3 separate regions of the Pan troglodytes genome follow, and all the other regions are linked to region 2. A link is a contact called in public Hi-C data. All regions are on one chromosome and are shown on one strand. Each heading gives the region's core, a stretch centred on a gene start, on an enhancer-like site or on the middle of the called end of the contact. The rest is flanking DNA. Distances are from core to core; before and after follow the strand shown.

Region 1 (4,631 bases), core at 373-2,872, 250 kb before region 2:
GCCTTTTCCCCGAGGTCTTGGGCCTCTCATTCTTCGCAACGCGTCTACAGCAAGGTCCATATGTTTGTTGAATGACTCAGTTCCCACAAGCAAAAGCAGAAGTTGCCAGGCTCTAAGGCTTGGGCTGAGAACTGGCCCAGCTTCGCTTGCGCTGCATTCTCTAGAGTAAGTTACAAGGCCCCCAATGACATGGGCAGGAACCACACAAGGGTGTGGCTGCGGGAGACCTGACTCTGGTGGCCATTTATGGAGATGAGCTGCCCCCCACTTCTTTCACTGTGTGTATTTGCCCTTGTCACTTTTCTAAATTTTTCTTTAGAGACAAGGTCTCTGTCGCACAGGCTGGAGTGCAGTGGTGTGATCATGGCTCACTGCAGCCTCCAACCCCTGGGCTCAAGCGATCCTCCCACCTCAGCCTCCCCAGTAGCTGGGACTATGGGTGCCTGCCACCATGCCCGGCTAATTTTATAATTTTTTGTAGAGACCAGGGTGGGGGTGGCCAGGCGCGGTGGCTCACGCCTGTAATCCCAGCACTTTGGGAGGCCGAGGCAGGCAGATCACGAGGTCAGGAGATCGAGACCATCCTGGCTAACACGGTGAAACCCCTTCTCTACTAAAAATACAAAAAATTAGCCGGGCGTGGTGGCGGGTGCCTATAGTCCCACCTCCTCGGGAGGCTGAGGCAGGAGAATGGCATGAACCTGGGAGGCGAAGCTTGCAGTGAGCCGAGATTGTACCACTGCACTCCAGCCTGGGCGACAGAGCCAGACTCTGTCTCAAAAAAAAAAAAAGAGATCAGGGTGGGAGGACTTGCTCTGTTGCCCAGGCTGGTCCTCCTGGCCTCAATCAATCCTCCCACCTCAGCCTCCCAAAGTGTTGGGATTACAGGCATGAGCCACTGTGCCCTGCCATTCTTTTCACAGCTGGATAACCTTGAGGGTGGATAACTCGGTGTTTTCGTTTTTCACTGCTGTAGAGAGCAGAACTCTGAGCGTGGTACTTTAGCATTGTTTCCTCCTGGTGGTTCTATATGCAGAGCACTATGCTGGCTGTATTTGGGGTGCATTTGCCATTTTATGGGATCCTTGCAACAACCCTGACAGGACCTGGGACTCAAGCTAAGTCAGGCTGTGTCTTGGTTGAGGGTGGTCACTACCTCTCTCCATAAACCAGGGGCTACCCCTTAAGAACCTCCCAGAGAGTTCACTCAGGATACTCCCACTAAGGTGGGAGGACTGCTTGAGCCCAGGAGCTTGAGGTTGCTGTGAGCTGTGACTGTGCCACTACACTCCAGCCTGGGAGACAGAGAGAGACCTGTCCCAAAAAAAAAAAAAAAAAAAGAAGCCCATTTCTGGTTCCATCTCAGAAATTCAGCTCTAGCATCCTAAAGGGAGGACCTGGAATGTAGAATATCCTAGATTCTTTCAGATGATGATGAAGGGGCCTGGAGATACTGGCTGTCCCTGGGCTATTCACCCTCTAGCTCCTGCCTTCCAGGGCTAAAGACGAGTCAGGTACTGAGAATCCACAAGACAAACGCAGAGGAAGTACCGTGGGACTCCAGAGGAGGGCAAGGTTACTTCATGTCTTGGCAGAGCATCAAGGAGGACTTCCCCTATCAAGATCTCTAGGAGGAGGGAAAAGGAGGGGGAGGAGATGGCATACGCTCTGGCTCTGCAGGCTGGGCAGGATTTCAACCAGCAGGGAGGGTGGGATGGGCGTCATAGGCAGCTGCCGGAGCAGACAGGCTGAAGAGCTTGTGGATGGCAGGAACAGGGCGTCCCAGGAGCTGAGCAGGATGGTGACATGGTGGCCAAGGCTGCTCACACTCCACCAAGGGCGGGTTGGCGGGGGGGGTCCCTGGAGCCTGCTGCTGGGCCCAGATTCTGATTTTTTTAATTAAAATTTTTATTTTATTTTGAGACGGAGTCTTGCTCTGTCGCCCAAGCTGGAGTGCAGTGGTGTGATCTCGGCTCACTGCAACCTCTCTGGCCCAGGTTCAAGCAATTCTGCCTCAGCCTCCCGAGTAGATGGGACTACATGCACGCCACTACCACAGCCAGATAATTTTTGTATTTTTAGTAGATGGGGTTTCTCCATGTTGGTCAAGCTGGTCTCAAACTCCTAACCTCAAGTAATCTGCCCGCCTTGCCCTCCCAATGTGCTGGGATTACAGGCGTGAGCCACCGTACCCGGCCCAGATTCTGCATTTTCTAGTCAGCTTCCCAGCAATGCCTGAGCTGCAGGTGCACACGAACTAGGAGTGACGTGAAGGCAGGGACCACTCGGATGCTAAAGACCAGAGATGGGATGGCGGTGAGTAGGAGCGGGGATGATAGGGACATGGAGGAGAAACAGCATCTCCCAGCCCCACTTCTGCCACCCAGAACTCCATCAGGAAGTTGTCAGTGTGGATGAAACTCACCACACCTCTACTTCCAAGCTCCAATTATCCGTCCTCCCATCCTTCTGGCCACCTCCTCACACAGAACTTCTGTCCTCCTCTGTGAGGAAAAAAAGACCAGTGGCTGCATGTATGGTGTTAAGGACCAAAATGATGTGGCCAAGGCCTTTGCCACGAGAAGCCAAGAACCAGTCTTTGTTTTTTGTTTTGTTGAGACGGAGTCTCGCTTTGTCGCCCAGGCTGGAGCGCAGTGGCAAGCTCTCGGCTCACTGCAACCTCTGTGTTATGAGTAAAATGTTTATTCAGAAACAAAATGCTTCTTCCCCAGTACTGCAAGGAAAAATCAGCATTTAGACAAAGAAGTTTTCTCAGTAAGGTAATTTTACTTTCTGGAGAAAAGAGGGAAGCAATTTTTATCCTTTATGCAGCTTGTCCTTGCTGCTGTGTGTTGTCTCCATTGACTGGAGCTAGAAATTACAATTTAAACTGAACCTGATTGGCTAACAACTTAAAACACTGCTAAATAGGTAAAACTAATGGAGAATAAAGAAAAAGAGGAAGTTGTTTATGAAAAGACATAGACAAGTTATAACATTTCCTGCCGGACGCGGTGGCTCACACCTGTAATCCCAGCAGTTTGGGAGGCTGAGGTGGGTGGATCACGAGGTCAGGAGATCAAGACCATCCTGGCTAACATAGTGAAACCGCGTCTCTACTAAAAAAATACAAAAAATTAGCTGGGCATGGTGGCACACGCCTGTAGTCCCAGCTACTTGGGAGGCTGAGGCAGGTGAATCGCTTGAACCTGGGAGGCAGAGGTTGCAGGGAGCTGAGACTGTGCCACTGCACCCCAGCTTGGGCAACAGAGTGAGAGACTGTCAAAAAAAAAAAAAAAAAAAAAAAGGACATTCCAAAATAAGGAACGCAGCAAGCTAAGACATCCCTGTGAGCACAGCCAGCAAACATACCTTGGTTTAAGTACAAGAACATAGACTGTACTATGTGCCTGTAAGCATGTGTAGCACAAATATATTGTTTAAAGTACAAGGACATAGACTGTACTTACTCTTTTCTATCTAACAGCTACACAGTATAGGGCTTAACAGTTATTAGCGCAAAGCAAGGAGGTCTCAAGGAAGCTAGTTTTTAAAAGAAATTATTTCTAAAACTTATGATTTATTCTTTATGAAGAAGGGAAACTTTGAAAAGGAAACTTTTAACATTGTACACTCCTCCTCACGGGATCAAGAAATTCTCCTGCCTTAGCCTCCCGAGCAGCTGGGATTACTGGCACCCACGGAGAGACCGCTGTCAGGCAGCGGCTGGGACTCTTCAGGCCGCCGGGGAGCCGAAGGCAGGGCCTGGGAGGCCTCACTTCGAGGAGCCTGGGGCCTACAAAGGCTGCCAGGAGCTGGGCAGGAGCTGGGCCAAACGTGGCTGTTGCGAGGCAGGAGCTGGGCCGGCAGGCGCAGCCGGCAAGGAGAGCTGGGCCTGGAGGGGCTGGCTGGAAACAGTTCTGGGCCTGGAGAGGCTGGCCAGAGGCGAGAGCCGGGCCCGTGGAGCCTGCCCACAGGCAGAACATGAGCCTGGCCTGAGGTGGCCATGCTGAGGCAAGAGCTGGGCCTGGCGGGGGTCCACTATGAGGAGGCAGAAGCTGTGCCTCTAGTCCACGGGCCTGCGACAGGCAGGAGCTGGGCCTGGCGAGGCTGACTTCAGGACACTTTGGGCCCGCACAGGCCATCGGCAGGGGGACAGGAGCTGGGCCCTGGAGGGGCCCACTTGAGAGCCTTGGACGGGAGACGCCGTCGGGGCGGGCGGGAGCGGGGCCTGGAGAGGCCACCGTGAGGCTTGAGCTGGGCCTCCAGAGCCCAGTGTGGGGCAGGCGCTGGGCTTGTGAAGGCCACCGGGAGGCCGGCAGGAACATGGCCGGGGAAGGCCTCCGTGAGACAAGAGCTGGGCCTGGGGAGGCTGCTGTGAGGCCACAGGTGGGCCTGGAGAGCTGGGCTGGAGGAGGTTTCGGTCGTACGAATGCTGCCGGGAGCTGGGCCTGAGCCGTGTCAGAAGCGGCTGTCTGCAGGCGGGGGCTGGGCATGGAGGCGCAGCCGCGAGAGAGCGCCGGGCCTGGAGAGGAGGCCGGGAGGCAGCCGTCGGGCCGTGGGGGTGGCTTGCCGACTTGGACCTGCAGAGGCCGCCACGAGGGAGAAGCCGGGCCTCTGAAAGAGACCGT
Region 2 (4,943 bases), core at 1,150-3,649:
TTGACCACTGTTTCCACTCTGATCCTAATCAGAACTGGCACATTTTAGGAGGCACCTGCTAGCTGCCAATCACTTGTTAGCTTATTAAATCCTCATAGCAACCCCACTCCACTGAGCGGCAGCACGGGATCGCAGTTATGGTTGCAGGAACTCATGTCACACTGCCTGGGTTCAATCCCACTTGGCCACTTACTTTTTAGCTGTGGGACCTTGGGCATGTTGCTAAGTCTCAGTTTCCTCATCTGCAAATGATGCAACTATATGAATTAATACCTAAGAAGTATTCTTTTTTTTTTTTAACTGAGTTTCATTCTTGTTGCCCAGGCTGGAGTGCAGTGGCACTATCTCGGCTCACCGCAACCTCTGCCTCCTGGGTTCAAGCGATTCTCCTGCCTCAGCCTCCCGAGTAGCTGGGACTACAGGTACCTGCCACCACACCCGGCTAATGTTGTATTTTTAGTAGAGATGGGGTTTCTTTATGTTGGTCAGGGTGGTCTCTAACTCCCGATCTCAGGTGATCCACCCGTCTCGGCCTCCCAAAGTGCTGGGATTACAGGCATGAGACACCACGCCTGACTTTTTTTTTTTTTTTTTTTTTTGAGACAGGATCTTGCTCAGTTGCCCAGGCTGGAGTGCCATGGCACCATTACAGCTCACTACAGCCTCGAATTCTTGGACTCCAGCTACCCTCCTACCTCAGCCTCCCAAGTAGCCGGGACTACAAGCATTTGTCAATATGCCTGGCTAATTTTGTAATTTTGGTAGAGATAGGATCTCGCTATGTTGCCCAGGCTGGTCTGGAACTCCTGGTCTCCAGCAATCCTCCTGCCTCAGCCTCCCAAAGTGCTGGGATTACAGGCTTGAGCCTCTGCACCCAGCCACTGTGAAGTCTTTAGAAGGCTGCTGAGAGCCGATAGTAAGCACTCAGTCACTGCTAGACATTTTTGAGGTAGGTTGTATTATTCTCATTTTACAGATGTAGAAACTGATCCTCTAAAAGGCTAAATACCTTGAGAGGTTATGTCACCTAATTAGGACATGGTGGGATGAGAATCCAAATCCTGAGCTCTTAAGCTTTTGTCCCCCAACAGCCCTTTATTCAGAAAATGAAACATTGGGTCGGGCACAGTGGTTTTCACCTGTAATCCCAACACTTTGGGAGGCTGAGGCTTGAGGTCAGGTACTCGAGACCAGTCTGGGCACCACAGTGAGACCCTGTTTCTACAAAAAAAATTTAGAAATCAGCTGGGTATGGTGGTGCACACCTATAGTCTCAGCTACTCGGAGCCCAGGATTTGGAGGCTCCAGTGAGCTATGATTGCACCACTGCACTCCAGTACAGCCTGGGCAACAGAGTGACACCTTGTCTCTAAAAAAGAAAGAAAAAGAAAATAGACATTGCTGAGCGACAGAAATCCCACCTTTCTAAACAGTCAGCAACCTCACTGGAGCTGATTTTTAATTCCTAAATCCAGCCTTGATAGTGACTTGGGCAACTCATCTCCCTCTCGGCCTGGGATTATACAACTCTATGTCAGGAGATGGGAAGCGGAGAGACTGGGTGTCTTTATTCCATTTCTGACATCTTTCAGGACTGATGATGGGGGAGGGCCCTGGCCCTGGCTGGCCGCCACTGTTCGATTCAGTTATCATCATCAGGACCGTGGGAGGGAAGGGTATTGGAGCAGAGGACCTTGAAGGGCGCACAGGAGGCTGATGGGGCTGTAACACCTGGGGTATGAGGGCAGCGGAGGTTGGACAGGCAGGTTGGGACCTAGCTGTGGAGGGCCTGGGATACCAAAGAGAGGCAGGACCTGGCCTCAGTGTCGCCAGGACACCAGATCTGCCCCCTCCCTCACTGTTGCACCATGGCTCCCGCGTGTAAAGTGATGGAACCCGTCAGACCCAGGTCGCCACCAGAAACCGCCCAGCTGTTGTGTGCATCGGGGGCCAGGAGTTTCCTCTTCTGCAATCTGGGAACAACGCAGACCTCCCAGGGCTGTTTTCAGAAGCAGAGATGTGTAGGTAAGAAAGGATAGCCAACCAGTACGGGCCGGGACACGAGATCACGTCATTATTCAGATGGAGAAACTGAAGGGCAGGCGTGGGACCAAGGGCCCACCACGAGCCCAAGGCTCCGTCCTCCCAAGCACGTAACAAAGGTGGAGGCGGAAGACGGAGGAGAGAGAAGCGGGTGAAGTTGGGAGATAAAGCTCCCCAGTGGCTGGAGGGCGGGATCTGCAACAAATGAAGCCCTGGGGCCGCTAAGCGGGCCAATTTCGGGGCAGGGACCCAGGCCCTAGCAACAGGCCGACCATTGGCGGAGCGGGGACACGCTGGCCTGTGATTGGCTCTTGCCATGCCCGAGGGGAAGGCGGCCGCCCCCCGGGGCGGGGCTACATACGCAGCCGCAGTCCCGCCCGGCCCACATCCGGGCTTCCGCGTAGTCCAGGCGCCCTGGCCTCTGCACCGTCCCAGAAACCTGTCTTACGTCGAGGAACCCGGGGGACAGAGGCGCGCCAGTGCACGCCGGGGCCAGGGACGAACGGCTCGCCATTGCAAAGGAGGCCCCTCGGGGAGACGGCAGGCAGCAAAAGGCTTCCTTGGCCGGGGGTCTGGGCGTTTAGGGAGTGGAGGTGCTCAGAGATAGGGCCGAGGATGGAGCTCCCAGGTGGGTTGGAGGCGGGGGTGGCTGGGCTCGAGGACGCTGTTGGAGTCCGGGGTCTGGAAGAGGCGATCCCCGGGAAAGCCAGCTTCAGAGCCGGGAGGGGTCGGCAGGGGACCTACTGCAAGAGCCCCCAGGTTGGGGTAGGGAGGGGGCCCAGACCTGGGCCAGGAGGGATGCTGAATCCCCCCATCTAGCTCTGGGGCTTTGCAAACCAGCATCACTGCAGCATTTTGTAGCTCAAGGAATGGGGCAGGGCGGCCAGACCAGCTGTGGCTAGTGCGTGCGTGAGGCCCTGAGGGATGCGGCCAATGCTATTTTGCTGTTTTGTACTTACTCAGTTTCATTTTGGCTCTGTCGCCACTAGGCGAAAGAAATCGAAGTGCTAACATACCACGGGGAGCAATGATTATTACTCAATGTGGCCCCGCCCCAGCAGCGGGAGGTGGCATCTGTTTGACCTTGGAGATTTGGACGGTATTTAGGGAGATTACATGAAAAAAAGACTCACCCCACAATGCTTGCAGTCAGCTACAAGCTGCTTTGTCCTTTATACCTTTTAGCCTTTATTTCCTGAGTCTATCTTGTCTGTTTCTAATGTAGTCTCCTGATTTAGGGCAAGAGAATATTTCTCACTCTTGGTCTGCCCACTACCCACAATCCTTGTCCGAGGATTTACTCGGCAAACTTAGCAGGCAAAACCCCTTGTCAACTTAACACTAAAAAATATCGTCTCTTGGAAGGCAGTCTGCTTTGATAAACCTAATGGAATAAAAAGTGAGTTTGCTATCTGGCTTTAAAGAACATAACCCAGCTGGGCATGGTGGCTCACACCTGTAATCCCAACACTTTGGGAGACCGAGGCAGGAGGATCGCTTAAGCCCAGGCGTTCAAGACCAGCCTGGGCAACATAGTATAGTAAAACCCAGTCTCTACAAAAAGAATTTAAAAATTAGCCAGGCCAGATAGCCCAGCTACTTGGGACGCTGAATCAGGATTGCTTTGAGTCCAGGAGGTGGAGGCTGCAGTGAGCTATGACTGCACCACTGCACTCCAGCCTGGTCAACAGAGCGAGATCCTGTCTCAAAACAAAACAAAAAAACTGACAACCAATGAAACCTCATCTCTAAAATCTGGCTTCAGGTTAAGTGAGTAAAAAGAGGCTTTCTTGTGGCCAGGCACGGTGGCTTATGCCTGGTAATCCCAGCACTTTGGGAGGCCAAGGCGGGCGGATCACGAGGTCAGGAGTTCAAGACCAGCCTGGCCAACATAGTGAAACCCTGTTTCTACTAAAAATACAAAAAAATTAGCCAGGCATGGTGGTGGATGCCTGTAATCCCAGCTACTCAGGAGGCTGAGGCAGGAGAATCAACGTGAACCCGGGAGGCTGAGGCAGGAGAATCAACGTGAACCCGGGAGGCAGAGGTTGCAGTGAGCTGGTATCACGCCATTGCACTCCAACCCCGGGCAATAGTGCGAGACTCCGTCTCAAAAAAAAAAAAAAAAAAAGCTTTCATTTATCTTCTCAGCTCCTACAAGCCAATGAGTGGTAGGGTAATTTGCCGACCACAGTGGGAAGAACTAATTTAACATCAAGATTGTGATTCCCCTAGCGTAGATCCAGTATGAAAGAAGTGTCTCAGGCATGCTTCTGGTTCCTGAGTTAACTCTAGTGAATAAGGTGGGCTGTGCTGTCTCCCCACCTCCCCCAGGCATAGGGGCAGAACAGCTGCAGACCACCAGGACCCAGTGGGCCAAGTGAGGATGTGAGTCACAGCCAGTGCTTATTAAACCACCTAATACTGTACTTTTCCCATCCAGGGGAGGCAGGAGAGGACTGAGGAGGCAAATCCCCGAGCCCAGAAGACTCCAGTCAGAAAACAAGATGGTCCCCATGGGTAGTGGCCAATCCCTCTGGCCTTTCAGAGCAGTGGCTTTGGCCTTGTCCGCTTAGGTAACAGGCTCTGCTGCTGGTAGTTGCTTAAGAGCACAGAGTAGCCGGGCGCAGTGGCTCACGCCTGTAATCCCAGCACTTTGGGAGGCCGAGGTGGGTGGATCACAAGGTCAGGAGATCGAGACCATCCTGGCTAACATGGTGCAATCCCGTCTCTACTAAAAATACAAAAAACTAGCTGAGCGTGGTGGTGGGTGCCTGTAGTCCCAGCTACTCGGGAGGCTGAGGCAGGAGAATGGTGTGAACCCAGGAGGCGGAGCTTGCCGTGAGCCGAGATCGTGCCACTGCACTCCAGCCTGGGCGACACAGCGAGACTCCATCTCA
Region 3 (4,867 bases), core at 2,103-4,602, 130 kb before region 2:
CCTGGGTGACAGTGACAGAGCAAGACTCTGTCTCAAAATTTAAAAAAAAGGAAACAGAGGGCTGGCATGGTGTGGTGTGGTGTGGTGGCTCACACCTGTAATTCCAGCACTTTGGGAGGCTGAGGTGGGAGGATCACTTGAGGCCAGGAGTTTGAGGCCAGCCTGGGCAACATAGCAAGACCCCATCTCTAAAAAATAGCCAAGTGCAGTGATGCACACCTGTAGTCCCAGCTATTCACGAGGCTGACGTGGGAGGATTGCTTGAGCCCAGGAGGTCAAGGCTGCAGTGAGCTATGATTGTATCACTGCACTCTAGCCTGGGCAACAGAGTACGATGCTTTGAAAAAAATAAAAATAAAAATAAAAAAGAGAGAGAGAGAGAAGAGACAGAGACAGCGACAGTGACACAACACCCAGGGAGAAGATGGCCATGTGATAATACAGGCAGAGATGCAGTGATGCTTTTGCAAGCCAAGCCACAGCAAAGACTGCCAGCAAACACCAGAAGCTCTGGGAAAGGCCTGGAAAAGATCCTCCCTCACAGCCCTCAATAGGAAGCAACCCTGCTGGCACCTGGATTTCAGACTTCCAGGCTCTGGAGCTGTGCGACAGTAAATTTCTGTTGTTTAAGCTGCTCCGTTCATGGTACATTGTTCTGCCAGCCCCAGCACACGAATACACTTTGTACAGTGAAATATTGCACAGTGAGAAGTCCCTCCTAATAAGGATCAGAATACACAAGAAGTATTCCTTGTGAAATTAGAATTCAAATATGCGGCTAGGCGCATTGGCTCACGCCTGTAATCCCAACACTTTGGGAGGCCAAGGCGGGCGGATCACCTGAGATCAGGATATCGAGACCAGCCCGGCCAACATGGCGAAACCCCGGCTCTACTAAAAATACAAAAATTAGCCAGGTGTGGTGGTGGGCACCTGTAGTCCCAGCTACTCGGGAGGCTGAGACACGAGAATTACTTGAACCCGGTAGGCGGAGGTTGCAGTGAGCCAAGATCGTGCCGCTGCTCTCCAGCCTGAGTGACAGAGCAAGACTCCATCTCAAAAAAAAAAAAGCCGGGCATGGTGGCACACGCCTGTAATCCCAGCTATTTGGGTGGCTGAGACAGGGGAATTGCTTAAACCCAGGAAGTGGAGGTTGCAGTGAGCCAAGATCATGACACTGCACTCCAGCCTGGGCGACAGAGCAAGACTCTGTCTCAAATAATAATAACAATAAATAAATAAATATTTTTTAAAAATTTAAAAATAAAAAGCATGTCATCAAGTCAACCCCTCACTCTAACACGGCTCCCGGACTTGTGTGTGGGTCTCGGCATTTAATGCAGCAACCCCTTATGATTACCCTGGTTTTTGTTTGTCTGTTTGTTTGTTTTCTAGAGACAGGGTCTCAATCTGTTGACCAGGCTGGAGTGCAGTGGTACAATCATAGCTCACTGCAGCCTCGAACTCTTGGCCTCAAGTGGTCCTCTCACCTCAGCCTCCCAAGTAGCTGGGACTACAGCCACACACCACCACACCTGGCTAATTTTTAAAAAAATGTCTTGTAGAGACAGGGTCTCACTATGTTACTCAGGCTGGTCTTGAACTCCTAGGCTCAAGCGATCCTCCTGCTTCGGCATCCCAAAGTGCTGGGATCACAGGCATGAGCCACCATGCGTGGCCATTTAAGGATTTTGAGATGGGAAGGTTCTCCTACAAATCCCAGTGGGCCCAATGTAATCATAAAGGTTCTCCTAAAAGTGGGCAGGAGGGTCAGAATCAGAGAAGGAGATGTGACCCCGGATGCAGGCCAGAGAGAGAGAGAGAGAGACAGAGAGAGAGAGATTTGAGGATGCTGCAGTGCTAGCTCTGAAGATGGAGGAGGGAACCATGAGCTGAGGGATGCAGCCAGCCTCTAGGAGCTGGAAAAGGGAAGGAAAAGAGCTCTCTGCGACAGCCTCCAGAAGGAACACAGCCCACGGACACCTTGGTATTTATTTTATTTTATTTTTTATTTATTTTGAGACAGACTCTCACTCTGTCACCCAGGCTGGAGTGCAGTCGTGCGATCTCAACTTACTGCAACCTCCGCCTCCCGGGTTCAAGCAATTCTTCTGCCTCAGCCTCCTGAGTAGCTGGGATTACAGGCGTGCGCCACCACGCCCAGCTAATTTTTTATTTTTAGTAGAGACAGGGTTTCACCATGTTGGTCAGGCTGGTTTCGAACCCCTGACCTCGTGATCCGCCCACCTTGGCCTCCCAAAGTGCTGGGATTACAGGCATGAGCCACTGTGCCTGGGCTGCCCACTATTTTTATTTTATTTATTTTTATTTTTTATTTCTTTTTTTTGAGACGGAGTCTCACTCTGTCGCCCAGGCTGGAGTGCAGTGGTGTGATCTCGGCTCACTGCAACCTCCACCTCCCGGGTTCACGCCATTCTTCTGCCTCAGCCTCCCGAGTAACTGGGACTACAGGCGCCCGCCACCATGCCCAGCTAATTTTTTTGTATTTTTAGTAGAGACGGGGTTTCATCGTGTTAGCCAGGATGGTCTCGATCTCCTGACCTCATGATCGGCCCATCTTGGCCTCCCAAAGTGCTGGGATTACAGGCGTAAGCCACTGCGCCCAGCCCTGCCCACTATTTTTATATTTTATTTTATTTTATTTTTGAAATAAGGTCTTGCTCTGCCTCCCAGGCTAGAGTGCAGGGGTGCAATCATAGCTCACTGCAGCCTGGACCTCCTAGGCTCAAGCAATCCTCCCACCTCAGCCTCCCAAGCAGCTGGGATTGCAGGCATGTGCCACCATACCCAGCTAAACATTTTATTTTTTTGTCAAGATACGGCTTTGCTATGTTCCCCAGGCTGGTTTTAAACTCCTAGGCTCAAGCAGTCCTCCTGCCTTGGCCTCCCAAAGTGTTGGGATTTCAAGTGTGAGCCACGATGCCCAACCTTCTGCCCACTTTAGAGCCATTTCACTCCCCCTAGCTGGCCTCTTTGTCCCAAAAACCCCTGCGTGTGCTTTGTGTCTCTCCCAGGCCCAGCAGGGACAGCTCTGGCAGGAAGCCATGGTAATCCCCTTTCCGATTCTCGGACCCCTCCCCACCTTCCTGGAAGCCCCAGGCCGGCCTGGTACCTCTAAGGAGAAGCCACACGCATGCCACCCTGTCCCTCTGACTGGAGCCTGCCATTACTGTTTGGAGCCCCCTCCTCCCTAAGCCACCAGATCCACCTCAAGCCCCACCTTGCTGCCTAAAAATAACACCTCCGCGTCCTGCTGGCTCCCCAATCCCTCCCCGCCCCGGGCTCCTTCTGGTTTGTATTCTCCCAGCCGGCTGTGAGCTGTGAGCCGGCGCCAGTGTGCCAGGCCGACCGCAGGCCCGGAATTAGGTTAACTCCGCTGCAGCCCTGGAGGGAGGTCGCCTGTTTGGGGCCGTGGTTGCGGGTACTGAAAATGCTCCCACCACGGGCTGGGGCCTGATTCTGTGTTGGGGGAAGGCAGTGACATGTGCATGGGTGTGTATGTGTCGGGGGCTGGGTACGGTAAGCTTTGACAGTGGTGACTGATGGCAGATATACCCCAGGCTGGGCTGAGCTCGGCTAAAATGTCTGGCTCAGGAAAGAGGGGCGCAGTGGGACCCTCCCAGCTCCTGCTGCAAACCCTAGAGCAAACCCTGGAAATGTCTGCACGCAGAGCATCTTGTCGCCTGGAATCTTCCATCTGCCATCTCACAGAGTCCCAGGAGGCCTCTGAGGGAGGCTGTTCACCCCACATTACACATGGAGAGGCAGAGAGGCGCTGCCCTGAAACCGCCTTTGCAAAAATTACCACAGTGAGAAAATTATGACAGTAAAGGAGATCTGATCTAACCAACCCCCATCTTGCCTTTTTTATTTTTATTTTTTTTTTAAGACAGGGTCTCATTCTGTTGCCTGGGCTGCAGTGCAGTGGCACAATTATGGCTCACTGCAGCCTTGACCTCCTGGGCTCAAGTGATCCTCCCACCTCAGCCTCCCGAGTAGCTGGGAACACAGGTATGTGCCACCATGCCCAGCTGAGTTTTGTAGAGGTGGGGTCTCGCTATGTTGCCCAGGCTGGTCAAAAACTCCTGGGCTCAAGCAATTCGCCCGCCTCAGCCTCCCAAACTACTGGAATTACAGGCATAAGCCACTGCGCCTGGCCAGGTTTTTGCATTTCTGACGACTGATTGCTTCATCCAGACCCACCAACTGGCCATGTGTCCCCACCCAGATGTGCACTTCCTGGCCCCCCAAACTATCCTCAAAAAACCCTGGCCTCCAAATTTTGGGGGAGATTGATTTGAGTAGTAATTCCATCTCCTACGTGGGGTGGCCAGCCTCATGTCAATTACACTCTTTCTTTTTTTTTTAAGATGGAGTTTCACTGTTGTTGCCTGGGCTGGAATACAATGGCACGATTTTGGCTCACTGCAACCTCCACCTCCCGGGTTCAAGCCATTCTTCTGCCTCAGCCTCCTGAGTAGCTGGAATTACAGGCACCCACCACCATGCCTGGCTAATTTTTGTTTTGTTTTGTTTTAGTAGAAATGGGGTTTCGCCATGTTGGCCAGGCTGGTCTTGAACTCCTGACCTCAGGCGATCCGCCCGCCTAGGCCTCCCGAAGTGCTGGGATTACAGCTGTGGGCCACCGCGTCTGGCCTACGCTCTTTCTTTATTGTAATGCTGTGGTCCCAGGGAATTGGTTTTGTCTGTGGAGTGGGCAGGAAGAACGCATTGGGCGACTACAGCCCCCAGCCAGGCATGGTCCCGGAGTGAGCCCAAGACAGCTATTGCTGTCTTTATGGGATGGGCACCCTGTGCCCTGCTGGGCATAGATGTGGGGTGGGGG

The links. A called contact is a pair of places that touch in the nucleus more often than the background predicts.
Region 1: a contact with region 2 is called in a Hi-C map of induced pluripotent stem cells, with 2.1 times the contacts expected there. The contact joins two enhancer-like sites. A contact is called at or near these places in 2 of 7 Hi-C or Micro-C datasets (both in induced pluripotent stem cells).
Region 3: a Hi-C map of induced pluripotent stem cells shows a contact between it and region 2, with 3 times the contacts expected there. The contact joins two enhancer-like sites. A contact is called at or near these places in 3 of 7 Hi-C or Micro-C datasets (induced pluripotent stem cells and stem cell-derived neural progenitor cells), 1 of 1 datasets of contacts at active chromatin or transcription factors (stem cell-derived excitatory neurons) and 1 of 1 other capture datasets (stem cell-derived neural stem cells).

Annotation. Positions count from the first base shown.
Region 1 is chr6:85,422,027-85,426,657 of NHGRI_mPanTro3-v2.0_pri, reverse strand. All of the region lies in intron 15 of LOC134810458, which reads right to left. Among named protein-coding and RNA genes, the nearest start is that of STYXL1, 22 kb to the left of the region's middle. Within about 2 kb of position 1,622, at least 10 of the 24 cell types and tissues checked have an H3K27ac peak or open chromatin away from gene starts, as enhancers often do. A contact at or near this core is called in induced pluripotent stem cells, where this site is marked.
Region 2 is chr6:85,169,562-85,174,504 of NHGRI_mPanTro3-v2.0_pri, reverse strand. No RefSeq gene overlaps it. Among named protein-coding and RNA genes, the nearest start is that of HSPB1, 15 kb to the left of the region's middle. Within about 2 kb of position 2,399, at least 24 of the 24 cell types and tissues checked have an H3K27ac peak or open chromatin away from gene starts, as enhancers often do. A contact at or near this core is called in induced pluripotent stem cells and stem cell-derived neural stem cells, where this site is marked.
Region 3 is chr6:85,302,531-85,307,397 of NHGRI_mPanTro3-v2.0_pri, reverse strand. All of the region lies in intron 5 of LOC107976168 (general transcription factor II-I repeat domain-containing protein 1), which reads left to right. Among named protein-coding and RNA genes, the nearest start is that of SRRM3, 17 kb to the right of the region's middle. Within about 2 kb of position 3,352, at least 7 of the 24 cell types and tissues checked have an H3K27ac peak or open chromatin away from gene starts, as enhancers often do. A contact at or near this core is called in induced pluripotent stem cells and stem cell-derived neural stem cells, where this site is marked.